3 separate regions of the Sus scrofa genome follow, and all the other regions are linked to region 1. Evidence: chromatin contacts called from public HiChIP or PLAC-seq and promoter capture Hi-C data. All regions are on one chromosome and are shown on one strand. Each heading gives the region's core, a stretch centred on a gene start, on an enhancer-like site or on the middle of the called end of the contact. The rest is flanking DNA. Distances are from core to core; before and after follow the strand shown. Region 1 holds the start of TEX264 (testis-expressed protein 264). Region 2 holds the start of C13H3orf18. Region 3 holds the start of MAPKAPK3 (mitogen-activated protein kinase-activated protein kinase 3).

Region 1 (4,103 bases), core at 728-3,227:
TGCACACTCCTTGTTTCCTCAAAAAAGCTTATTTCCCACCTTTTTCTTCCTTTCACCTAAACCGCTCAGAAAAGAAGAGAAATGTACTTGGGGGCCCGAAGAGCTTCAGTTAGGGGGAGCCGGGGCAATGGAAATTTCCCCATACTCAAGAGAAAGGGCAGAAAGGCTGGGGAAGCTCACCTCTAAAGCCAGGCTCAATTTTAGCAACTCATGGCATCCAGCGCAGCAGGGACCAAATGCTTCGAGTGCTCCAGGGCTGGGGGCAGAAAGAAAATAACCACTGAGCCAAAACCCTGCCCTGACTGGTATCTTCTCAGGGAAGACTCACAGGAGCCTCTACAAGAACTCTCTCCTCACCACAAGGTTGAACCTCCATTAAGTCCTCGGATCCCTCTGGGAAATCAAAAGCCAAACTCCGCCTCACAAATGTCAGCTCTTCACTAGAGCCCTGCTCATGCCCCTATTCTTGGAGAGCCCTCTTCCTGGAAGGCTCCAGCCACCGATCCTGGCCTGATACAGCCCCTTCCGCTGCCCCTAGGCAGGCCTTGACCCTTCTCGGGCCTCAGTTTCTGCTAGGGTCAGGAGGCACTAGGTAAGCGTCTGGGAGGGCTGCCAGCGTTGGCTTCCTGAGGTCGCTCACGAACGCCGTGGCTGTCGGCCCGGTCCTTAAAGGGCCCGCCGCAGGCAAAACTTCGGTGTCTGCCGGGAGCAGGAATACTTGGGGTCCGAGAGGCCTCGCGGGGTGGAAGGGTCGTCGCGTCCACTCTTTACTCTGGGCTTCCAGACCCCGCTCACCCTCGCCTCACCTATTTACCCAGCCCTCTTCTTTTCAGCCACAACTTCTGGAGGCCCCAGGCACCTCCGCAACTTATAGGAAGCTAAAGTTTACAACGCCGCGGTGAGCCGCAGCCTAGGGAGAAGGGGGCGGAGTTAAAGCGCGGTTCTGGCCTTCGTCATCGAGCCCCCTACCCCCTCGCCCGCCCCCAGCTCCCCAGCCTCTGGGCCTGCCCTGCACCCGAAGCTAAGATGGAGAGCAGCCGGGGATAGTAGGCTGATCCAAGGTCGCGTTTGGGCCCTTGGACCCGACCAGGGCCAGCTGTGGGAGAGACGAGATGCAAAGAAATGCTGGGCCGCAAGGATCACGGTGGGGACACGGAAGGCCCTGAGCTCGCGCCCAGGCGGAGGTGCCAGGCCCTGGGCGCGCGTGGGGCCGCCCGGGCGGGGATACCTCCCCCGCCCGGCCCTCACCTCAGCGGCCCCCAGCCTCGGAAGCCGATTCGCGCACGCGGCTCGGGGCTGCGTCGCGGAGCCTGCGCGCCCGCCGCGCACGCTCGCTCCGCCCCCTCTCGAGGCAGAACGTGGCCGTGGGCGCGTGCGTGCGGGACCCAAAGGGCGGAGGCCTGCCGCACCCGTATCCGTGGCGACAAACACGCGCCTTGGCCTGTGGCCGTTAGGAGCCGAGCCCACCAGGTACCTTCCTGCTTCCCACAAACTACTGGGTTGCAGAGGATGAAGTCAACAGCCCCTTAGCTTCTGGGTTGTGGAGAGCACCACGACTGTCCGACCCTAGCAGTGAAGGGGGTAAGTCGGCCTAGAGGCCCGTGGTAGAGAGCCAGTCTGGTCCCAAAAAATGGCACCTCAGAGGACCGTTTGAATTAGTTTGGGAAGCGCAGCATGGCAGTAGAAGTCTGGCATTCGTACCACCCTAATTACTGCCATTTTCTCTCACTGAGGCTTCGCAACAGACCTGGGAACCGAGCAAGGCAGGTCCACTTGCTCCCGTCTCACATCTGAGGCTTAGGGAATCTCCAGACAACGCAAATATCAGCTTCCTGCCTCCAGCGGTCCATCCCTGTGCTCTGGGATTTTTAGGGGGGTGAGGAGGAGGCGGGGAAGAGGGAGTTGGGGGGGTGATCATTCACCCATCCAGCGTTTATGAAGCACGGCTCCTTGCTAAGGTCTGAGGACGCCAAGTGAACAAAACCAAGGCCCCGCCTTCCTGGAACCAACTGGGGGACGCCCGCCTTCCACGCTCCTCCCTCAGTGCCCTAGACGCGGCTGGGCGAGGCTAGTCTGCTGTTCCAGTTTAACACATTCTAGGTAACCCCCAAGTCAATTGTTTGTTCCTTGAAGACAGGTTCAATCTTCAGCTTGTATTACTGAGGATCAACAAACAACAAAGCACTCTCTTAGGGCCCCAAACATAAAATCTCGCCCTCCTGAGAGGCCGATCTTGCAGTAGAAAGAGTGGGGGAGGGGGCAACTATGCTCATAAGTTTCGCCACAAGATGGTATGGGCCAAAAGCTACCTTGGTGCTCCTCACACGGAGGATTGATGTTTGGGAGGTGAATCTTCTTTTTATGGATCCCCCTACTGTACTAGCCAAGGACAGACTGGCCACAAAGCGGCAGTTGTAGCTGGTTGCCTTTCCTTCTGCTTCACATTATTCTCTCCATAGGCAGGGAAAATTGAACTTCATCCATAGGGTTCTAGACCAACCAGAAGAATGGGTAGCTGACCCCTCAGAGGCACTCAGAGCTGGGCTGGAGGTTTGGCAGCTGTTTTGCTGATGAATATCAGGAACATGACCAAATCCTTTAGGTGCTTCAGGCAAGTGAACTATGCACTTGTGTCATTCCCTGAGACAAGGACGGGCCAGTGCTTTCAGAGACAGACAGCCTCTGCTTCTCAGAAGCTGAAGATGATCAGCTTCATCCAGGAAACTGTTGTCTGGAGCTACTCTTTCCAAATTTTTTTTTCCTTCTTTTTTTAGGGCCGCACCCATGGCATGTGGAGGTTCCCAGGCTAGGGGTCAAATCAAAACTACAGCTGCCAGCCTACACCACAGCCACAGCAACGCCGGATCCTTAACCCACTGAGGGAGGCCAGGGATTGAACTCATGTCCTCATGGATACTAGTCAGGTTCGTTAACTGCTGAGTCACGACAGGAACTCCCATACCCTTTCCTCATCTGGTTCTCTGCTTACTTCCTTTAGCTTGGTTAGGGAACTCCATAGCCTCACATCCGAGTTCTAAATGTGCCTTAGGAGCTTTAGCACCTCTGTAGTGTTAAAATAGCTGGCCTGTGACTGGGGCTGTAGGCCAGTGGCCTCCCAGGCTTTATTTCAGGCAGCTGCCAACAAGCACTGCCACCTCCCGCCCGCTTGGGAGGACCCCTGCATGGCCTCTGCTAGCCACCAGGCAATAGCCCAGGCACTTTGCTCTCCCCCTTGTATCAAGTCTGAGCAGAGCTGACCACCTAGCCATCTGCATCATGCACTCTTCAGTCCTATATCCAAATAGCACATATTCTCCTCTCATGAGCCTAGACTTGGTCTCTGCCTCCTCCTGACTTCCCCTGACAAAAGAACTCCCACAGAAGCTCTTTAGTTCTCCCTTAGTACATTTCCAGAGAATGTTTTCCCCAGGCTCCTCCCCTTAAAAGGACCAAACTTGGGTAACTAAAGCATAGACCATCCCTTCCTTCCTCTACCTCTTCATGTTCCAAAGCCCTCATTAGTTCTCTCTGAGGCACTGGTTAGATCTTCTAACTCAGGTGACAAATGGAGAAAGTACAGGTAGTGTAAGATACTCTGCAAACCCTGCCACCAGCCGTCTCCCACCCTCTGAAGGCACTGATGCTGTGCCCAATCCCTGGGTACTCACAGCCTAGTTAGGGCTGCCCCTGCAGAACCTGCCACAACTGAGGGATGAGCTAGCTTCAGGCTACTCTGAGTCAGCCTCACTGTTCCCTCTAAAGCCAGGAAATGTAGTCCTCTTCAGGCAGGCAAAGGCAAAAAAGTGAACCCCACTGCATAAAAAGCCTGCCAGCAATCTGCCTTTTATTCCCACCCCCTACCCCCACAGGTACCATCCAGCATCCACTATGCTCTAAATTATATTCCTTTTACCACCACCCAGCCAAACAGCTGCTCAGACAGTTCCTTGATCAAACAACACTGCCTTCTTCAGTTTAAATTTTATTTTACAAAAAGAGAAATAAAGAAAACTGATAGGCAGTTATACTGACTTACAATTGTTCTGTTTGCTTTTTTAAAAAAGTGACATGAAACACAAGTAAAAATAAATACGTCATAGAAA
Region 2 (4,103 bases), core at 595-3,094, 850 kb after region 1:
TAAAATCAGTGGTCTTCTTTCCTCTTACAGAGATCAAGGTTCAAACTAGCCTTAACTGAATACCTGCTAAGTGCCACATCTTCAGAGACAAACAGAGAGGAAAAGGAGACTCGGAGACGGGAAGCAACCTGCCCAAAGCTAGGAACTGTCCCACGTAAGACACAAGTCCTTCGAACTCCAGGAGCGGCTCTGTCTGCCACAGCGCTGCCCAGGAAAAAGCTGAGGCTTGAAATCAAGGGCGCAGCTGCCCCCTCAGGTCCGCACGAAGAGGTCGCCTCTCCGCAAGTCTACCTCTCCATTTGTACAACGGGATAAGGGGAGGAGGGTAGGTCGGGAGAGTGCTGCTCATACCTGCCTGAGTTACCACCCTACTCGCCCTCCAGCCTAAAGAAACTACCGCGGGTTCGGCGCCCGGATGTGAGTAACGCGCGGTGAGCGCCCTCCAAGGCTCTGCTTCCGGGGTTGGAGCGGTTGGGAAAGGGCTCGGGTGGACCCCGCAGTCCAGCTTTAGGGTTCCTAGCGCCTCTAGGTTCCACCTCAGAAGGCGAGGCGGGCCAGTGGGGCAGGATTTGAACGCGACGCCCAAAAACGCCCGCCGGCGCCCCCCGTCAGAAAGTGCTTGGTAGTGTATAGGGTCGTTCCCCGGGGGCCTGGACCAGCCAGTCTTCCTAAAGGTCATAGCAGGGATATGACTCTGGCCTCAGTAACTGCTCCGAGCTGGCGTTTGGCTACCCATCCGTGCGATGTGTAGCCAGCCCAAATGGAGGCGTGTCACCAGCCAGCCCAGGGTTCGAGAATTGGGGCGCGATGCTCAGGAGCGTGGTCTAAAGAAGCCGGCGAGAGAGTAGAGGGGCTCGTGGGAGGGTCCCAGCACTGGGGGCGGGTACTAATTTAAGGAGCGGGACTGGGTGTCCAGGACCTGCGGTCCAGGTGGCGCCTGGGCTCAAGGGCTGCTTTTAACCCTCTAGTTCCCGTTTTAGGGTTTGGAGCAGGGAAACTGGAAGTAGGAGACTAGGATTAGAATCCTGACTCGTCTCGAGGCTTTGTCCAGGTGCCCATCTGTGGGCCTCAGTTGCTTTTATAAAATTCATGGCAGTGTCCTGCAAAATATGGCCTGCCAGTGCCAACCCCTCGCCCCGGAATCTATTGTTACCTACCTCACGGTTAACTAAACTACTATTAAACATGCAGTTTCCCCGAACTCCATCCCAGACCCCTGATCCCCATAAACTCCTTTGAAAACCTGAGGATTAGAAAGTATCTGAAGGCTCCTCTCCAGAGGTGTTCGTGCTCCGGATGGAGGGATGTCTGTGGGCTTGCTTGGTTCCAAGTGCCCAATAATACCACTGCAGTAATAATTCCAACCCGTCTCCAACTTCTCTGAAGATGAATCATTTCTAGACCAGGGTAGGTGTCCTTTACCAAGAGCCCACACACCAGAGCCCACGTGAACAGGAAACTGAGACCGAGGGAGGAGAACATCTTGCTCTAGGTCGCCAAGCTAATGGAGGGTCGATCCAGAGTTCAATATAGGCTCAAGGATCCTAGTCTAGTGCTCTCCCCAAACCTGCGTCCACCTGCGTTTGGGAAGCGCAAGTCTGTCTTGGCGGAGGTGGAGCCCAGGCTAGCCGGAGGCCAGAGTTCTGGCCCCTAGAAAGGGCCCGGCCAAGCATCATCCCCCGCCCAACTCTTGCATAGGCCTCGGGGAGTGAGGAGTGGTCTCCAAGAACCTTGACCCGGCTCCCGCTCCTGCTGGGGGCAGAGCCAGATCCAAGTGACAGGCCAGCGGGCCAATGCAGGGCGGGCTCTGGGCTTAACAGCCAATCCGGGGCAGGGGACTCGGAGCTGGCAGGGAGGAGAGGAGCTGGAACGTCGCAGACCCGCGAGGCTGCTCGCCTCGGCCCCACCCCCGCGGTGGGTCCCAGCCCCGCCTATCCGGGTCCAGGCTGGCACTCTCGGCTGCTGGCGGTGCGACGTTGCAGTCCCAGCCCAAGGGTCGGACCTGCCGCCCCCTACCCTAGGCTTGGGGATCCCCTCTCCCCCGCCCCCTCCTGCCGATCGCCACCACCCCTAGCCTCTCCTGCTGAGCTCGGCGCCCCAGAGAGGATTAAGTAAGTGCTGAGGTCGCTGCTTCTGTGCAAGAATGGAGGAATCACAGAGTCGCGGAGGTGGGGACGGGGATTGGAACACGGAGGATTGATGAACCTGGTGGAGAATGAATGGCATGCGGGTTCTTGGAGGTCGTTTTTCCCATCTCTTTCTCCCTGGCTTCCTTCTCTTGCCCTTTGGACCAAAGACAGTCCTGAACAGTGAAGAGCAGGGCCCTTTCTCTCCTTTGGAGGGAGGAATAAATAGAGCCCCAGAGCAAGTGTCAAGGCCCAAGGTCATATCTGGGGTCAGTGGCAGAGCCAAGAAAGAACCTGAGACTCCTGACATGCCCAGCCTAGCTAGAGGAAGAGGACAGAGAGGAATGATGAGCATCTCCCATCCCATGTTTCTGTGCCAGCTTTGCCCCTTCCTAAGGGGCCGTCATGGATGTGTGCAAACCTCACACACAGGCATGCACCTGTACAGGGAGGCACCCTGCATATACCCATGAGCTAGTGTGCAGAAGCTAGTCTTGAGCTGTGCGTCCCTCCTCGCCCTAGGCCTGCCCTTCTGCAGTTTGGCTAGAACTTCTTCCCACCCTGCCTTGCCCAGGGCCCTTTGGCCTGGGAAGGCCCAGGTCAAAATCTGGACTGGGCACATCTCCCACCCTCTGCTCCCAAGGGAGGAGGGAAGGGAAAGATAAGACATCTCAAAGTGGGAGCTCCATCCCTGCCCTTGAAGATTGGCTCCACTTAATTTTCTCCTAGTCCCTGGCAGCCCCTAGCACCCCCACAGGGGGTCCAGTGACCCAAGAGCTTACAGAGAAACCCCACCAGAGGGCCTGATTTTAGCCTCTCTGTTTCCTTCCTGTCTTCTGGTCTTGCCACACCTGTCCCTGCCATCACTCCAAGCACAAACTGGCCCACATAGTAGGCTGGGTCCCAGGGGCTTCTGTGGCTCCCATTTCCCAACTGGAGTGGCCAGAGGGAGAAGATCTAGCATTTATTGGATGCTTACTGTGGATGAGAGGGTTGTGCTGAGCTAGTGTTTTTCTAGAGACTTGTTCATTCTGATATTTCAGTGATCCTCTGACCCTTTCTGTGGGGGAGGTGTTCCTAACACTTCACCTTTGACTCAGAAAAGCTGAGACATAGAGAGGTGGAGTAGCCTGCCTAGGGTCATCCAGTTAAGTGGCTGAAACATAATTAAAAGACAAGCCTGTCTGCCTCTTGTGCAAAGTGTTTCTCTCCAGGAAAGGAAAAAAAACAGCAGTGTTTTTTTCTCCAAGCAAGAGATGAGTGATGTGGGGGGCAGGGACTGAGAAGGTGGAGAGCATGGGGAGTAGGGCCTGGGTCTGGGGAGTGTCTTTCTGTCACACCTCCCCACTGCCTTTCCCACCTTCCAACTATGATCTATGATCATCTTACCCTCAAAGAGGGGGCAGGGCTTCATCTTCATGTCCCCGAATCCACGTGGGACCCATAGATATATAAAGCATACCTGTTGATGTCCATCCGCTGACCTCACCCTTGCCCTCAGACTTTTATTTCCCTTGTGCCTTCAGAAATTAGGGGGGCTTCATCTCACCACATAATCTCATCCTTAGCCTCATGTTTTATATTTTTTCCTTTTCAGCACCCAGGGAGGGAGGGAGCTCCCTTTACCCAAGGACGTGGCTGCCTGTGTGAATAGCAGGGGCCACAAGCTGGGACACTCCTGATGTCAGAAGTGAGTGGGCAGGTCGACTGACCACAGGCAGTCTCTGAGCCAAGGCCCTCTCTCAGCATCAGCATGGACTCCAGGATCTCATCTGCTAAGGGCTGGTTCAGCAGCCACCCTCCCACTTCTGAGCCTGACCTGGAGCCTGCTACAGATGGGCCAGCTTCTGAGACCACCACCCTCAGCCCAGAAGCTACCAGCTTTAATGACACCAGAATCCCTGACGTGGCTGGTGGCACAGCCGGTGTGGGCACGATGCTTCTGTCCTTTGGGATCATCACAGTGATTGGCCTGGC
Region 3 (4,103 bases), core at 769-3,268, 800 kb after region 1:
GAGAATTCCCTGCCTGGGGCTCCAAAAGGGCCCCCCAACCCCACTCCACTGTTGGGTTAGTAAGCAAAGAAGCTGTTCCTAAGACCCAGCCTCACCAGCCCAGCCCTGAGCATCCTCTGGACCCATTCTTGTGGTCTCCAAGATCACCCTGGGGAGATGACCCTCTCTATCAGCCCTAACACCATTGGGAAAGACACAGGGAGCTGGGCCCAGGTTCCTGATAGGATACTTGCAGACTCTGTACCCTAAATAAGTCTTATAGCCTGTCCATGCTTGCATCAGGCCCTGTACCAATTATTCTACACACATCATCTCTTCCAAGCTCACGTCAACTCCTTATCTTATAAACCCTTGAGCAGAAACCTGATTTCAAGAGTCCAAGATCATGGAACTGGCAAATGCAGGCCAAAGATGAGAGCTACATCTGTAGGACTCTGCACTTGGGCTCATAATTGCAATGTCTGTAAAATGAGAATATCCTTTGCTGTATTCTAACCTCTAGGAGCCACTCTCCTTGCCATGTTCTACCATTCAGGTTGCTATTGGCACGGGCTGCAATTAAGTAAATTTCCCAGTGATGACCCCAGATTCAAGGGATTCTGGGTATGGGGCAGGGTCCTGGGCCCAGAACTCTATATATGACCTAAACCAGAACTACATAGCTAGACCAGCCACCCCCAGGACTCCCTGGATTCCACCTGTATCACTGAGATCTCAGCTAGGCCTATAAGGAGCCTCTGGTGTGATGTGGCTAGCTGGCTGGCTTGCCCTCTGCCCAGGAAACAAGGTGGGTCAGACTTGGATAGGACCTGCCCCTTTCAACATGGGTCTGGTGACTCAGCTGAAGCCCATCAGCAGCTCCTGCCCACAGGTGTGATGGGTGTCATCCTTGCCCACCAGTCAGCCCTGGGAGGCTCCCACCCAGGAGCCCAGGCAGGCAGGGGCCACAGGAGAATGCAGCCCCACTTCAAGCTTTCACAGGGACTCATTCTCAGGTAGAAAGAAACTTAGACCCATTCCAGTCAGAAGAGCTTCTCAGGGAAGGAGCAGCCAAGCTGAATGAAGGCCCTCCTTGGGCCCAGTCAGAAACCCAGAGTCAGGAGCCACTCCTTCCCTGCTTCCGGGTACAGCAGGCTGTACGCATACTGACTCCACCCCCTTGCTCCCTGGCACAGGACACCCTAGGCCTAGCCTCAGTTTCCCCAACTGTAAAGAAGGGAGGACCAGGAGCCTGTCCTTACCGGGTAGTAAGAGGGCGGAAGAAGATGCTGAGCATAAGAAGCTTAACAGAGGCCCCGAGGCCACAGGTCTCTGCTGCTGGGCCCTCTGGGTCACCCACACGGCAGTGAAGGGTCACTGACCTTCAGGGCACATTTCTGCCCAGTGCGCCGATGGAAACATTCCAGCACCTTGCCGTTCACACCCAAGCCCAGCACCTGCTTGGACAACTGGTAGTCGTCGGTCACTGCGTACTTCTTGGGCTCGCGCCGCCCCCCGAGGGCCGGAGCGCCTGCTAAGCAAGTTCCGCAGGGTGCACCTGGCGGGGGCGCAGGGCCCCCCTGATCCTCTGCTGTCTCGACATCCATGGCCCCCGCGGGGCGCTCAGAGGCGGCCCCAGCCTGGCGTGTCCAAGGCCACTTGGGGAAGAAAGGAAGAGTGAGTTCCGCTCAGATTACTTCAATATACCCCAGCCTTGGAGCCCCTGAACCACACTGGGTTTTGGGCCAGGGACAGGGCTGGGAATGCCAGGCGAACTGCTGGAGTGTACGGAGACGCGGCAGGGGGGCGGTGGTCGCGCAGCGGGGCACAGGAGAGTCCCGCCCGGCCACCCATCTAGAAGGGAAAGGGCCGCGAGGTCCCGGGAGTGGGAGGTGGAGGGGGCCCAGGGAAAGTGTACCTGGCGAGGGCGTACCTGGCAGTACACCCGGCTGCAGGGCCGGTAAGAGGTAGGGGCGGCAGTAGCCGGAGCCAGCGGCCGCGGGAGCCCGGAGCGGAGCCGCGCAGCCGTCGGCCCATGTGACCGCCCCCCTCCCCCACGCGTCCCAGACTAGAGGCCGGGCTCGGTCAGCCTTAAAGGGCCAGGAGGCCCTTGGCAGGATTGGGCGGGGCCCGGCGGGGCCCGCCCAGAGCAGCGGCAGCAATAGGGGGCGTGGCTTCTCGAGGGGGCGGAAACCACCGAGGCTCCGCCAGTGGCCCGGTAGACCCCAGCTCTAGAGAGCGAGGTTCTGCGTGGGTTGTTTGAGCCTCGAATTTTACCAGCCACCAAAGAAGTGGCAGCATAGGAAGTCTTGTTTCTCTCGGAGACTCAGGGAGCCCCTTTAGTGGGGTGTTTTCTCTGCACTCTGCCCTGAGACCTTCCAGAATAATTTGTAAAGCTTGCGATTTCCTTAGCGGTGGCCCACCGCCACCTACCTAAAGTACTAATTTTTGCCAACATGCCAAGTGAAATGGAATTTTGTTGTGATTCGCGTCTCTCTAGTTCCTAGTGGTTCTGGCCATCTCTTCCCTACCGTCCATCTCCTGCTCATATTCTCTTGGGATTCAGTATCCTAAGACCAGAAATCCTAAATTCCCATTTGGTCAGATGGATCAACTTTTCATCTTATGGTTTGAGCTTAGGGTGTTGTGTTTTAAAAGTCTTCTCCCACCCCAGTGACAGATATTCTTTTTTTTTTTTCCCCACTGTACAGCAAGGGGGTCAGGTTATCCTTACATGTATACATTACATTTTTCCCCCACCCTTTCTTCTGTTGCAACATGAGTATCTAGACAAAGTTCTCAAAGCTATTCAGCAGGATCTCCTTGTAAATCTATTCTAAGTTGTGTCTGATAAGCCCAATCTCCCGATCCCTCCCACTCCCTCCCCCTCCCATCAGGCAACCACAAGTCTCTTCTCCAAGTCCATGATTTTCTTTTCTGAGATGTTCATTTGTGCTGGATATTAGATTCCAGTTATAAGTGATATCATATGGCATTTGTCTTTGTCTTTCTGGCTCATTTCACTCAGGATGAGATTCTCTAGCTCCATCCATGTTGCTGCAAATGGCATTATGTCATCATTCTTTTTTATGGCTGAGTAGTATTCCATTGTGTATATATACCACACCTTCCGAATCCAATCATCTGTCGATGGACATTTGGGTTGTTTCCATGTCCTGGCTATTGTGAATAGTGCTGCAATGAACATGCGGGTGCATGTGTCTCTTTCAAGTAGAGTTTTGTCCGGATAGATGCCCAAGAGTGGGATTGCGGGGTCATATGGAAGTTCTATGGATAGATTTCTAAGGTATCTCCAAACTGTTCTCCATAGTGGCTGTGCCAGTTTACATTCCCACCAAGAGTGCAGGAGGGTTCCCTTTTCTCCACAACCCCTCCAGCACTTGTTATTTGTGGGCTTATTAATGATGGCCATTCTGACTGGTGTGAGGTGGTATCTCATGGTAGTTTTGATTTGCATTTCTCTTATAATCAGCGATGTTGAGCATTTTTTCATGTGTTTGTTGGCCATCTGTATATCTTCTTTGGAGAAATGTCTATTCAGGTCTTTTGCCCATTTTTCCATTGATTGATTGGCTTTTTTGCTGTTGGGTTGTATAAGTTGCTTATATATTCTAGAGATTAAGCCCTTGTCAGTTGCATCATTTGCAACTGTTTTCTCCCATTCTGTAAGTTGTCTTTTTGTTTTCTTTTGGGTTTCCTTTGCTGTGCAAAAGCTTTTCAGTTTGATGAGGGCCCATGGGTTTATTTTTGCTCTAATTTCTATTGCTTTGGGAGACTGACCTGAGAAAATATTCATGATGTTGATGTCAGAGAGTGTTTTGCCTATGTTTTCTTCTAGGAGTTTGATGGTGTCCTGTCATCTATTTAAGTCTTTCAGCCATTTTGAGTTTATTTTTGTGCATGGTGTGAGGGTGTGTTCTAGTTTCATTGCTTTGCATGCAGCTGTCCAGGTTTCCCAGCAATGCTTGCTGAATAGACTTTCTTTTTCCCATTTTATGTTCTTGCCTCCTTTGTCAAAGATTAATTGACCATAGGTGTCAGGGTTTATTTCCGGATTCTCTATTCTGTTCCATTGGTCTGTCACATATTCTTTATTAGCTGAG

The links. Promoter capture Hi-C pulls out the DNA fragments that hold promoters and counts their contacts. HiChIP or PLAC-seq counts read pairs in DNA pulled down with a chosen protein or histone mark.
Region 2: a promoter capture Hi-C map of fetal skeletal muscle shows a contact between it and region 1, with 3 times the contacts expected there. The contact joins the promoter of C13H3orf18 here to the promoter of TEX264 in region 1. A contact is called at or near these places in 2 of 5 promoter capture datasets (fetal liver and fetal skeletal muscle) and 2 of 2 datasets of contacts at active chromatin or transcription factors (alveolar macrophages and skeletal muscle).
Region 3: an H3K27ac HiChIP or PLAC-seq map of alveolar macrophages shows a contact between it and region 1. The contact joins the promoter of MAPKAPK3 here to the promoter of TEX264 in region 1. A contact is called at or near these places in 2 of 5 promoter capture datasets (fetal liver and fetal skeletal muscle), 2 of 47 Hi-C or Micro-C datasets (embryonic fibroblasts and skeletal muscle) and 2 of 2 datasets of contacts at active chromatin or transcription factors (alveolar macrophages and skeletal muscle).

The regions. Positions count from the first base shown.
Region 1 is chr13:33,890,431-33,894,533 of Sscrofa11.1, reverse strand. TEX264 (testis-expressed protein 264) reads right to left here and starts at 1,977. Exons shown (of 5, transcript XM_021068863.1): 1 at 1,748-1,977. It overlaps RAD54L2 (helicase ARIP4), which reads right to left. Exons shown (of 22, transcript XM_021068850.1): 22 at 3,967-4,103.
Region 2 is chr13:33,043,436-33,047,538 of Sscrofa11.1, reverse strand. C13H3orf18 reads left to right here and starts at 1,844. Exons shown (of 5, transcript XM_003132231.4): 1 at 1,844-2,111; 2 at 3,724-4,103. The coding sequence starts at 3,880. HEMK1 (hemK methyltransferase family member 1) reads right to left here and starts at 499. Exons shown (of 11, transcript XM_021068829.1): 1 at 352-499.
Region 3 is chr13:33,095,323-33,099,425 of Sscrofa11.1, reverse strand. It overlaps MAPKAPK3 (mitogen-activated protein kinase-activated protein kinase 3), which reads right to left and starts at 2,018. Exons shown (of 11, transcript NM_001143717.1): 1 at 1,913-2,018; 2 at 1,362-1,637. The coding sequence starts at 1,586.